Regions from separate parts of the Rattus norvegicus genome. Here region 1 is linked to region 2. A link is a contact called in public Hi-C data. All regions are on one chromosome and are shown on one strand. The core of a region is the stretch at or near the end of the contact, and the rest is flanking DNA. Distances in the headings are between cores, read along the strand shown.

Region 1 (6,543 bases), core at 2,421-4,920, 200 kb after region 2:
CACCAGAAGTCTTGACCAGTATAGCATCAGAAAATAAGAGGCTGGCTATGTAACTTAGTGGTAAAGCAAACACTAAGTACTGTGGTGAATACCCAGAACCACAAACCAAAGAGAGAGGGGGTAGGTGGTAAAAATCACCAACTGTCTAGTAACAGTGAACTGGTGTAAGGAGCTTTCTAAAGAGGAGAAACGGAGAAACACTGTTGTTACTAGAGGGATCAAATCTCTAGGAATGTCTATGAGCTCAAGGCCATCATGATCTTAGAAGCAAAAGCCAGATAGAAAAGGGGTGGCTAGGAAGTATAAAGGCTTCTATTCTAAGGGCAAACAGTGGCCTGAACAATAGAAGTAACCCTCAAGTACACTCGAGGGTTTTCTCCCTAATTTAACTGAGAAGTTTGAAAGCTGGGTGTGACATCCAAAGACAAGGCTTACCTGCTAAATCCCAGCTCTTTCTTGTAACACCACAGGACAGAGGGCCGAGCCTTCACAGTTGCTTTGGACAACATATGATGAAGAATAACCACCTGACAAGAAAAAAAAATCACAAAATCCCAGCGTCAAAGACAACGTAAGGACTGCCAGGCCCAAGACCTCATTGGAAACATAGCAGCTAACTTGCAAGGAAAACACCTAAGGTCACACATGTTTAACCTTGAGGCCAATGCAGCATGTGAGGATTCCAAGGATACTGGCTCATCTCTCTACCCATGAATCTTAGAGAATTTACCATTCCCAGGTACTGAACAAATGTCCCCACTACGGATTCTACCAGCGAAGAGATCATAATGGCAGTGTACTGAAACTTTAAAAGGCTTAGAAAACCCGCCAACCTCTTTGGGACAGGACAACAACAACTGAGGAAGCATTTACCAGGTCTTTCTTACCTGATCTTTTCCTCGATCTCCAACTACAACAAAAAGAGACCTCTGCCGCTCAGATACGCCATTCTCAATGAGAATTCGAATTCGGTTATCCACCTTCTTCCGATGCATGGTGAAAGACTATCACTAACACAGAAATAAAGATACAGATGAACCAAATACTAGAATGACATCCAAGTAAGTGGCCAAGGCCCATTTGTAATCCTAATTACAAAAATTACAAAATCTTAATCTTCAAACAATGCCACAGGGAAGACATTGATTTCAGTTTTATAATCAGGAAGCCAGAGAGGTGAAATGTCCGCAAGCAGGAAAGTCAGCAGAGTGCTTGTCCGATCCATCAAGGAGCTTATGAAAAATTAGGGGAGCTACAAACAGGATGATTCCTGTGAGTTGGAGGCCAGCCTGGCTTACATAGTAAGTTCCAGGGCAGCCAGGGCTACAGGGAGACCTTGCCTCAAGAAGGAGTAAAAAAAGAAAAGGACAGCATGCTAAAAGTAAGTAAAACCAAGAATGATTAAAGCATGGAATGATATCTCTATAGGCCCCAAAGAGTAGCAAGACAAGAGATTTTAAGAGTCTGATATATCCCAGGCTGGCCTTGAATTCACTATATAGTCCAAGATGTTATAGCCTAAAACTTCTGATCCTCCAGCCTCCACTTCCTAAGTACTAGGATTACAGGGAACTGCTCAAATTACAAATATATATCACCACAACAAGGTTTTAAGCTATGCTGGGAATCAAACCTAGGGCCTCATGCATGCTAGGCAAGCAAGCAGTCTGCCATCTGAGTAACACTGCTGGCCCATTTTGTACACATACAAAACATGGCGGGGGACTGGGGGGTGGTGAAACTTAAAAAAAAAAAAAGAACTAGAAAAAAATGTAACTTCTGAATATGGTGAATTTTATTTTGATGTTTGTCTTTTATGGTTTGGTTTCTTTAAAATTCACAGTGTGTGGTAAAATGGCTCGGCAGGGAAAGGTTCTTGTTGCTAAGCCCAATGACCTGAATTTGATCCTCAGAATCCACATGGCAAAAGATAAGAATTGCCAGGCAGTGGTGTGCATACAGGCAGATCTCCCAGTTCCAGGAGGGGGATCCAGTGGGGAGAACAGACTCCTCAATGTTCTTCTCTGACCTCCACCGTGGCCACGGTATACAGCACACAACACACCACATACACAATTAAAACATAATAAAAATTCAAATGCACATGTTACTTATAAAGTGAGAGAAAAAACATATTTCTGATACAATGTTTCTTTGGGTGAGAAGCCACACTAATGGCTCTGTATCCGTGATTTTAGAAAGTACTATCTGATTATTGGGTATATAGTAGTAAAAAATTTGCCTATCTATGGGGGACCCGACTCAATTTCTCCAGCATCCAGTAAAACACAAACATTATCTAATTACCCATAACAAATACACCAAAAAAAAAAAAAAATTGAGAAAAATCAATCACATTCCCATGGTATTAGAATGTTAGGCTATGTGATTTTAAAATCCCAGCACCTGCTGCACTCTAAACAAAACCCCCTTCCCTAAACATGGGCTTTAGCAGGTCTTAATATAAAACACTATCACAACAAATAGCTCCTGTTTAAAAGAGGAGAGCAGAACAAAGAAATCGAGTATCCCAAGGCATTAATGTAACAAACCAGCTTTACAGTCTGATCCACCCAAATCCAAAGCAGTTCAGTTTGTAAGTTTTATGTTGCCAGTCACATAAACATCTACACAAATGAATGGATATCTAGTTGTTAAAAGAGTCTAGCTTTGTTATAGGAGAGTCAGAATTAACAGATAAGGTCCCTAACTACAAGCTTTAAATCTAAAAAATACTTTTAAAAACTAAGTGAAATACAACTACACACAAAATTAGATGAACAATTAATGGCAGGAGTAAAGACTCTAATAATCTAAGATTACTACTGCCTAATAGATAAGGAAGGAATTGCTGGAAATAGAAAGCATGAATCGTTTTCTGTTTTTTATTGCTTTTTGCTTAGTTTTTTCAAACAGTCTCACTATGCAGACCAGGCTGGCCTTGAACTCCAACGAATATTCCAGACTCTGCTTACCAAGCGCTGGAATTAAAGGTATGGGCCACCACAACCAGACAGACAAATCATTTTCATTTGGCTGTATCCATTCCGGTAAACACAGCAGCACGAGGTGCACTGTCAAATGTCCTGAATGATACAGCTAGATAAGTACAAACAAACAGACATACTGCAGTACTTGAGAGCAGAATATCCGGGATTAAGCCGCGTTAGTACATAACCTATCACTGCTACGAGGAACCGAGTTTCTCAGAAAGTAGTTTTGACACCCACCCATTCTCCATTCTCCATTCTCCCAGTGAGAGAGGCTGGAGAGTGGAAAAGAGCCGTGCAACCGGAAAGTGCTCGAGAAGCCAGCCCCGAGTGTCTGAGTATCCGGGACCAGGAATGTTTTATCTGTTGGGCAATCCAGGCGAAGAGGAGTGCGAAGATCAGGGCATCAGCCCGTACAGAAACTTCCGTCCTCGAGCCAGTGTTACGAGCCCGTAAATGGCCCCAAACGCACACACCAACATCCGACCCAGCCCTTTCCAAGGAGTACCTGCGTCCCCGGCACGGCGGACCTCAGGCAGTCGCACAATGAATGCACGTGAGGACACCGAGCTGCCACGCAGGCTGACAGGTTTGCTGGAGAAAACGCTGCACAGCTGAGCTCGCCAAGGGGCCGACGCTGCACGGGAATCCGCTCAAGTGGCAGCACGTGGGCTAGCGCTGAAGAGGGGACCTTCCTGCTATGGGACCTTCCAAAGCTTCGACGCTTAGTTATGACGTAACACGCCAGGCGCCTGCCGCACCGCGCACTAACTCCGGGCCGCCACTACTGTGGAGCAGCGTGCCATTTGAGGCCGGTAACCTGGCTTTGGCAGACGGAAGTAGTCCTTTAGATATCCGGGTGTCTGGCAGCTGACCTTAGCTATTTGTACCGGAACTCTTCTACTGCAGCTTCTACTGAGCGCCTCTATAGCAGGGTTGTACGAGGTAATAGCTGTTGCTAGTGTAGGTGTTGTTTTATCAACCCCCTAACTTCTAATAACATGAAACTAGGCCACTAACTGCTTTATTCATCTTACTTGAATTTCCATCCCATAGGCTGTCTGGGAGTATCTGTAGACTTTGTACCCACCATCCTGGCCGCTATATTTTGCAGGCTCTGCATATTATGAGTGTTCCAAAAGCCCAACATTGGGTCTCAAGGCTTGTCCAACATCCACAGGAAATACCCATAAGTATTTCTGCCTTCCTTTTGGAATGAAGCACGTGAAATTGGTTTATCCTATATTCTTGGACATCACAAGTCCTGTTATCTAAAACGGAATTCCTCCAAACTTACATACCAACAATTTTTAGTATCAATCCAAATTTCAATCCACTTAAAACTTCATGATGCCAGGCAATATTGTTTTGAGTCACCAATATGGCCTTTGATTTAATACTAAGGTTCTAAATATACCTAATAAAATAACTTTGTTATAGTGGGCAGAGAAGTCCTATAAGGTGGTGGTGACACAAGCAAAACCCAAAACTTAAGAAATGGCCATTGAGAATACTCGACTTAAAAAAAAAAAAAAAGGAACCAGTATAGGAAGAGGACATAAGTGGAGAAATAGGAATTCTGCATAAGTAGCCCAGATATGGGATTTTGGTTATAATGAAAATGTCACTGAAATTTTAGGGACAGAAATTGTGTGCTAGGATTACCTTAGTCACTGCAAAATCTGACACCATGTCAGGGTACAAACAGGGACAATTGCGATGAGATAGTGTATAGTCAGATTTAGGGTAGCCACAGTGCTTGATGGCTGAGCTGCCCATGCTGTGAAGTGATTTTACTTAAGGCCTAAAGTATATAAAGACATCAAGATAGCTTTCAGCTTACTGCCCACTGCCCCTATCAAGCTGGACTGAAAACAGTTGGTGTAGAATACTATTCCAGTTTAGCATATCAAATGTGTTTAAGAGAGGATGGGTATGGGAATAGAACTCCACACCTTTTTCTTCTTCAACCTGTCCCTAGAGTCAAAATTCTTGTCAGGGATGACTTCAAGTGACAACACCTGCTGAGCCATTTCACTGGCCAAATACTTTACTGTGAGTTTTAAATTTGAGGTGATTGGTGATTGATACCTAAGTGCCAAAGAACTAATAGTCAGAACGGTGAGATTGGATTAGGTCACTTGGATTAAATAAAGCCACCTATCAATGAAGGCTTACAGGACCTGCACAGGATACTCAGTGGTGACAGGTGATAGGGAATCTGAAATCCTTTCAACTTATACCTCAATTTACACTACTTACAACTCAATTTTTTGCTGCAAAGAATGATGTACATTCTAGATTCCATTGACCCATAAACTTTTCTTCTCAACACTGCAGTGAAGGTCTTTTCAATGGTAATTTTATTGGATGGCCCACTATCCCAACACCCCCGAACAATACATACACCATTTTAAAGCCTTCAATAGCTTCCAAATGTTGATACAAAAACTAAACATGGAAAACTGCCTTTTCCAGTTTCTCCAGCCAGATCTTGCTAAAGCACCAAACATCAGTCCCTGGAACATATGCCTCTGACTCTTAATCCAGTTTGCCATTCCTCACCCTTATGTTAGCTGAATTATCTTTCAATGTTGTCTTTCCTGATCATACTAACTACATCATGTATTTATCATTAACTGCATTGTTGAATCATACCACTTACTACATACATCTGGGCCACTAGTGTCTTGGGTAATTTTGTCACCACTGAAGAGTTAACACTGGCAACATAATGCCTGGCAAGAGAAACCCAAATGTACTAATAAATTTCAGGTTGTTTCCCTAAAGAAATATAGTACTTAAGGAAATTAATACTGACAAGTAGATATACCAGAACCTCACTGGTATAGTACATCAGAGATGCTGCTACTTTCAATCCCAACAGTGAGGGGCAAGGCTACGCAGGAAACTGGTTGAGCTTCACAACAAAGTAATAATGTACAGTGCGCTTCCAGTACCAAGACTGGGAACATACAGTAGTCTAGCTTTTTCCTTAAAAAGACCACACCCAGAATCTCTCTCAAGGAGCACTTAAGGAAGTTTTCCTTAGGGTGTATGCAACTCACAGGCTTTGCTCAAGGACTATAAGCAATCATGTTTCATATAATTTAATCTAAGGAAATTTACAGCAGTTTCTAAGTTTTTCCAGAATATTTATAAATTCAAAATAGTAAAGGCAAAAAGCTTAATTTACTTTTCCTGTTAACTTATACTAAATAAAACTAAGAGTACTAAATACCTCAAATGGGATACAGCTTCAGAGCTCAAGGTTGAAATGAACAGTATGATCAGCCTAAGCTACACTTACCCCATTTCCCTGAAGTACATGTACCACTGAAAATTTAACAAATCACCTGGCCTATATATGAAGCTGTTCAACTATATTCTGCACTTAAAAACTGGTTGTTTGCCAAGCACCTTAGTGAATGAACCTGAGAATAAGCATACATTTTCATGTCTCCTTAAAGTTTCTATACAATAGCATTATATAAATGCATATGTATGTGCGTGTATATATATATACACACACAAATAGAGACTAATTTATTAC
Region 2 (7,321 bases), core at 4,303-6,802:
GGCTAACAAATCATCACTCCTCAGCTGGGAACCCACCCAAGAATACCAGCCCAGGGCCTCAGTTTTTGACCATATAGTCATAATTCCACCTCCTAGGTGACACATCATCATTCCTTGCCTGAACTCTATAAAATCCCCTTGATTTAGCTCAGGTGCAAGACTCTACTGACTTCTCCCTGTGAGATAGTTGAACCCTCCTGAGAACTGACTCTCAATAAACCTACATTTATACTCTTGATTCGGCTTGAATTGACTTATGACCCTGGTGGAGAAACCTATTATTGACTAGGTAATATATTCATAAATGGATGTTCGTGTGTATGTGTGGGTGTTCATATGTGTGAGTGTTCATATGTGTAGGTGTTCATATGCATTTAGGTGGGGGTGAGGAATCAATAGTATCTTTCTCTATCTTCAGCTTAGTGTTTTAGACAGACTTTCACTGAACGTGGGTTTTACTGACTCAACTAGGCTGGCTGGCAAGCAAGTATCAGGTTCCTTCTGGTCTCCATCCCTCCAGTGCTGGGATTATAAACAAGACCCATGATACTGGGAGTTTTATGTAGGTTCTGGGGATTGAACTCCGGTCTTTGTGCTTGTAAGTGCTTTACTGACCAAGCTATCTTCCCAGACACTAAAAGATTATTTTCTATATACCAATTGGTTGAACCCAAGATTCAGAACCTGTGAATACAGAGGACCATTTTTTCTTTAATTGTGAAGATCATAAAAGAAATGCCTGTGACAAGTCTAGGCTTCTTTGGACTTCCTAAGATAAAAGCAGCTTACACACCACTGGTTCTCTGTCAACAATAAAACCTCTATGTTGGGCTGGAGAGATGGCTCAGCGGTTAAGAGCACTGACTGCTCTTCCAGAGGTCCTGAGTTCAATTCCCACAACCACACGGTGGCTCACAACCATCTGTGATGGGGATCTGATCCCCTCTTCTGGTGTGTCTGAAGAGAGCAACAGTGTACTCACATACATGAAGTAAATAAATAAAATCTTAAAAAAAAAAAAACTCTGTGTTGATGTACCCTTCCTACCTACTGGCCCTTTCAGCTCTCCTTGCTTCTGCATGAGGTGTTTTTCTCTGTTCATCATCTCTCCCCTAGGTGCACTAACCTGGGTGGTGAATCAAAGAAGAGATGGTGACCCTCTCTTGGTTAATTTTCCTAGAGGGCAAAGCTCTGACAAGGTTCCTCACAGGCTGCCTAAAAATGAAGTGGGCATGGCTCAACATTCTCTGCTCAACCCTTTATCACACCCCGACAGCAAACCTAGTATTTTTTGTTACTCATACTATGTTTTGTGTAAGACTAGAAAAATAATTTCTCAACTAAGCAGTTTGAAAAGCATGCAGTTAAATGGTCATCCATCTTCAGGCATGTAGTGATAGGCAACCATGGTGAAAAGAGTGTGGGGCAAGCAAATCTTCCCTACTTCTGGGTTCCTTCTCACCGAGTCTCAGGCCTTATCAACTAACAGCATGAGCCCAGATTTATCTTATATTCTCAGACCAAGCCTGCCACCCCTACACAAGATAGGCAGGGAGATTCAGCCCGGCCCATCAGAGATTTGAGGTCACATTGTTTGATACTTTTGTCCTCACTCTCTAAACTTGTGTCCAGCTCCATCGTGGACCTCACAGTAACCATATCTAGATCCCTGATTTGACTTTGCAATGTCCTCCTCTTCTTCCCCTCATCCCAGAGTTGTATGACCTGTTGTCAGTCACTCTGAAAGTGTCTTGTACCAGTTGCCTGATCACAGCACTGTCAAGTCCCCATAGGCGTGATTTCTGGAATTCAAGCCATCTCTGGCGTAATACATTCACTGCCTCCACTTTCCCTGAGCCTTTGTGTGTGTGTGTGTGTGTGTGTGTGTGTGTGTGTGTGTGTGTGTGTGCCGAAGCTGCTCTTCTATCCTCAAGCTCTTACAGCATCTTTAACTCTACCTGATTTAGTTTTAACCTTGAATTCAGCAATGAGTGCACAGGTCCATGGTCTTTGCCAAAATCTCTAAAGGGCTAATGGTCCTAAGAGGTGAACTAAATCAATAAGGTTAAATTAATGTGGTAAGTGACTCTTATATTGAGCAGGGTGGACAGAACATTTTCATTATCAGAGAGGTCTATCAGACAGTACTACATACACCCACTTTATCCAGAACAGATCCAACTAGTACTCATGTTAGGATGTTTTAGGCAATTTTAGGTAGTTTGTAAACCCTCTGCCTCCCAGGACCACTTATAACCCTCACATCATTGGTTAGGAATCCCTTTCTAATGTAGGCAGAGAGATGCAGCCATCCTGAATTCTTCAGCAGAAATGAGTCAGACAAATCTCAGCTCAGATATCAGTTCCACTTTCCTTGACACAAATTCTTAAGTACACGAGAGCATGAGAGTTCAACAAGTTCCCTACAAACAGCCTGGCTTTGTGTTAAATTGTCCTACTCTGGGTTGGAGAGATGGCTCAACAGTTAAAAATCACTGGCTGCTCTCCCAAAGGTCCTTGGTTCAATTCCCAGGATGCATATATCAGCCTCTGTGTGTGTGTGTGTGTGTGTGTGTGTGTGTGTGTGTGTGTGTATGCATGCATGTAACTCCGATTCTAGGGGATCCAATGCCCTCTTCTGTCCTCTGTAGGCACCAGACACACACGTGGTGCACAGATAAAACACTTATAAAATTAAAATGTTTTAAAAAGGGACTGGAGAGATGGTTCAGCAGTTAAGAGTACTGGCCTGAGTTTCTGAGTCCAGAGGTCCTAAGTTCAAATCCCAATAATCACATGTTGGCTCTCAACTATCAAAAATGGGATGCCCTCTTCTGGCATGCAGGCTCTATATGTAGACAGAACACACACACACACACACACACACACACACACACACACACACAAATATATATCTATATCTATATATCTTTAACTTGTGCCATGCAGTCTTATCTATTTGCCCACTAGCCTAAAGTTTATCATACTCCAACTTTACACCCACGTTGACCTAGTCAAGAGGACACAGGAGCTAACACATCTGCTAAGTTTGTCAATGAGGACCCACAAACACCTAAGCCCTTGCCACTCTTCAATGCTCAGGCTGTAATCTACCTTTCTCACAAAACAGTTTGACTTATATTTAGATAGCTCAGATTATAATTGCCTCACTTTCAAGATAAATTTTAGGGCATTTTGTACTCTAATCTCCAGATTGTTTTTTATTTATATTTTAAATAACAAAATAGGAGATTTCATCCAAGGTAAACATTTCCAAGGATTACCTTTGTATGACTATTGGCATGAGCAATCCTAGATCTAGGTGGTGTGTGTGTGTGTGTGTGTGTGTGTGTGTGTGTGTGTGTGTGTGTGTGTGAGTGAAGGTGCTTATGAAGGCCAGAGGTGCTGGAGTTACAGGCTATCCAATGTGGGTAGTGGGAATTGAACTTGGGTCTTCTTCAAAGGCACTGTGGATTCTTACTCACTGACCTACTTCTCTGACCCAATGCTTATTAAGTTTTAAATAAAAACATAAATAACTTCTATAGCTTGTGATTGGTTGATGTATCTTCTAAATATCTTTTAATTTGTAGAGCTGCTTTTTCTTCTCTTGATTTGTTTTGCTATAGATTAGAGAAATCCATTTATTTGTCTAGAACCCTTGTGGGGCAGTTTAACATCCATGAAACTCCAGGATTTTTCTCTCAGTGCGTTTCTCTTTTTCCTCTTTTTGGTTTGTCAAAACCCAGGCTGGCTTCAAACTTTTGGAAGTCCTCCTGCTTCCTTCATCTCCTCAGTCCTGAGGTTGTAGACATGAATAACCACACCCAGTCCAAACTGGGCACATTTATGTTTGCATTTTAAGTCATCGTGTGACTTAAATACATCAATACAAATATCCCATATTTTGTGTAAGAAGCACTCTAAATCACCCTTTTAGTTAATGTACCTTTCCAGTCAAGCCTTTATTTTTGAAGAAAATGAACAAAGAAAAAAAACTTTATTTCCTGTAGATATCCACTAGAGGACGATATTTCCTTTATTATATTTCTCATAATGGGTATTAAATCCATCAAACGGTTTTTCGTGTTTTCTGAGAAGTTGAACCTCTAATTTGACTTCTAATTTCGCCTCTATAAAATGTGACTCTGTTAATTTGATGGCTTATGCCATGCACAGTGCTTCCGTCCTTGACTCTGTTTCCAATTCTAACCATCAGGAGGCAACGTCTCATGTACTCCAGGAAAGGAAAAATTAAGTAAAACTGCCAAATAAAAAGTCGTTTTACGGGGAAAGGGATCATTAATTTAAGGAAAGAGACAAACCAGACTTTTTTAGTTCGTATCCAACTCACGGCCCAAGGTCAGAACTGTAAAATACAGCACAAAGGAGCCATTCAGGAGCTGGCGAAGAGGACTTGGGACGAACGTTGTGCACAATCCGCGCTTTGATTTTGCAGTTCTGCTGGAGGGGGCTGGTGCACGCTTGTGCACGTGCGTGTGAATAGTTATGGGGGAGCAGCTGGTCCTGCGAGAGCTGGGCGTGGATCTGTGCAATCAGTAGCTCTCTTGCGAGCCGCTTGGGGTGCACCTGGGCGCTGCTGAAAGGCAGCAATTCACTGTACCCAGGGGGCACCGAGTCCCGAGGGGACAGAAGACCTGCCGACCCGCAGGTCACTCCAGCAAGTCCTTAAAAGGGAACACCTGCATGCAGGAGGCGTTCAGTGCAGGTCCTCGTTTTTCATCTGGTTCCTCTTCAGGCACTCCTTTTCCACCTCGGACAAAAAGGGTCCTTCTGACAGGACACCAGTAATAGGGAAGTCGTGCATTCTTTAGATTAGAACTCCCACCTCCGAGGTAATCCTTGGAAAACAGGTATGAACCTACACAGGGGTGTGATCACAGGCCTTTGGATGCCGGGCCATTTTCAGGTCCCAGTTTAAAACATTCTGTTCCGATCCGAGCCTAAAGGCAATATAAACAAAAGCAGACAGATTTGAGAAGAGAAGCAGAGGTGCTTCCCCTCCCTCCAAGCATAAATAGCTTTCCGTTTCTCAAAAGAGAAGGAGGAGGGGCTTGGTAGAAAGTCGACTAGAAAGGTGGGTAGGGTCTCCTCCCGGTTTTCTCTTCCCACTTTCCTGGGCTGGCTGCTCACAGCTTCACAAGGAGCTGTCTGCCTAAGTCTAAAGCTTAGAAGGTGAGAAAGGGACAGCACATAGTCCTCAGCGCTGGGGCCTGCTTTCTGGGTTCCCCCTGCTTTCTGGGTCTCTGTGCCCCACCTCCTTGCTAGCTCGCTCGCTTGTTCTTTCCCCTCCTCAGCTCCAACCCACCCACTACAACCCATCCTCAGCCTCCTAGCCAAGAGGTTTCGCCCAACCTCCAACTCCAAGACGAGTAAGATTTGCATATTTCCCGCCCCTCTCGGAAACCATTGGCACAGCCTTTGCCCGGCGTGGCTGATGATTGGTGAACGGTCCCGGGTGTATTTGCATGCGGGCTGCTCGGGTGGACCTATCTGTGTCGGTAACCCGCGCCCAGTAGAAGTTTGTGGAGCGCTTTCTCACCGGCTGGTCCGGGACGGATAGCCGGCGCCTCGCTCTTCGGTGACCGCCCCATTCTCTCGGGATTCCTTCTCTGTGGTGACGGACGCTCTAGACGCTCGGTAAGGGAAGCTGAGGCTGGCGGCGGGAGTTCAGAGGAGGAGCGCGGAGAGGTTGCTCGCTGACAGCGGCGCGGCTGGACGCGGACGGCGTCGGGCTCTGGCCGGCTGAGAGCTTCGCCCACCTTCCCCGCGGCCTGTGCGCAGGCGATGCTGCGGCCCCGAGGCGCGGCGCGGCGAGCAGGGAGGGCGCCTCCGAGAGCCTAGAGCTGGTTTCCGTCCTCTTCCCCGGGGCAAGTGGGCATGGAACAGTGAGAGCCCCTCGCTCGGCGAGGCCGCGCGCGGAGGCTCCCCATGGCCGGGACGTACAGCTCCACATTGAAGACTCTGGAGGACTTGACCTTGGACTCCGGGTATGGGGCCGGCGACTCCTGCCGCTCGCTCAGCCTTTCGTCTTCCAAGTCCAACTCGCAGGCGCTCAACTCTTCGGCGCCGCAGCACCGCGGGGCGGCCTGGTGGTGCTACTCCGGCTCCATGAACAGCCGCCACAACAGCTGGGACACGGTGAACACAGTGCTGCCCGAGGATCCCGAAGTGGCCGACCTCTTCTCGCGCTGCCCGCGGCTCCCGGAGCTAGAGGAGTTCCCTTGGACCGAGGGAGACGTGGCTCGGGTGCTCCGCAAAAGCGTCGGCGGCCGGAGGCTGCCCTCATTCTCCGCCGAGGCTGTGAGGCGCTTGGCCGGACTCCTCCGCCGGGCGCTCATCCGCGTGGCCCGGGAGGCGCAGCGCCTAAGCGTGCTGCACGCCAAGTGTACCCGCTTCGAGGTGCAGAGTGCGGTGCGCCTGGTGCACAGCTGGGCGCTGGCCGAGAGCTGCGCGCTGGCAGCGGTCAAGGCGTTGTCCCTCTATAGCATGAGCGCTGGCGATGGGCTGCGCCGCGGCAAGTCGGCACGCTGCGGCCTCACTTTCTCCGTGGGCCGTTTCTTCCGTTGGATGGTGGACACTCGCATCTCCGTGCGCATCCATGAGTATGCGGCCATCTCGCTTACGGCTTGCATGGAGAACTTGGTGGAGGAGATCCGGGCTAGGGTCCTGGCGAGTCAGAGCCCTGATGGCGGAGGGGCAGGAGGCGGAGAGGTATCCGCTGAGGCCTTGGAGATGGTCATCAACAACGATGCCGAGCTCTGGGGAGTCCTGCAACCCTATGAGCATCTCATCTGCGGCAAGAACGCCAATGGTAAGCACGAGGGGGTGTGGGTGAGGAAAACAGGCTGGGTGGGCCACCCCAGGAATGGGATTTCTTAGGCGCAAGCTGTGAAGTGTACCACGTCTCTGAGAGAAATGGAATTCTGGGAGAATTCTTAAGTGGAAATCTTGTCAAAGGTTGTTTTTAGGTTTCTTAACTTTTGGAGGATAAAGTTGTGATTAATGTTCTGTTGGCTGTGCGCTAATTGGGTGAGAATGGGTGTCTGGACCAAACTACTCCTGAACCACTCTCTAAAGTGAGGCTTGCAGCCCTGCTATGGTTTGCCCTGTTTAGTTGGATCTCTAGGAGTCTATTTTCACCCTCACTGTGGTTCTTCAGCACAGTGGCAGCAAGGATCTGTACTCTCAAAACCTGAGCCTTGGATAAATGGGCTGAGTAGAGGAGAGTGGAAAGCCCAGGTTTTGGTGCTGTACCTAGGACTTAATGATGTTCAGAGTTAGGGCTCTTGACAGGAGG

Evidence for each region. Hi-C and Micro-C count contacts between places; a contact is called where the count stands out from the background.
Region 1: a contact with region 2 is called in a Hi-C map of hepatocytes, with 4 times the contacts expected there. The contact joins the promoter of Nat10 here to the promoter of Abtb2 in region 2. A contact is called at or near these places in 6 of 12 Hi-C or Micro-C datasets (Schwann cells, frontal cortex, hepatocytes and 3 more) and 1 of 1 datasets of contacts at active chromatin or transcription factors (oligodendrocytes).

What each region holds. Positions count from the first base shown.
Region 1 is chr3:110,601,159-110,607,701 of GRCr8, forward strand. It overlaps Nat10 (N-acetyltransferase 10), which reads right to left and starts at 3,671. Exons shown (of 29, transcript NM_001399512.1): 1 at 3,499-3,671; 2 at 888-1,010; 3 at 436-527. The coding sequence starts at 995. It overlaps Caprin1 (cell cycle associated protein 1), which reads right to left. Exons shown (of 19, transcript NM_001012185.3): 19 at 5,331-6,543.
Region 2 is chr3:110,404,120-110,411,440 of GRCr8, forward strand. Abtb2 (ankyrin repeat and BTB domain containing 2) reads left to right here and starts at 5,553. Exons shown (of 17, transcript NM_134403.2): 1 at 5,553-6,835. The coding sequence starts at 5,953. It overlaps LOC120101613 (a long non-coding RNA gene), which reads right to left and starts at 5,703. Exons shown (of 2, transcript XR_005502311.2): 1 at 5,564-5,703; 2 at 3,935-4,964. It overlaps LOC120101612 (a long non-coding RNA gene), which reads left to right and starts at 6,842. Exons shown (of 2, transcript XR_005502310.2): 1 at 6,842-7,321.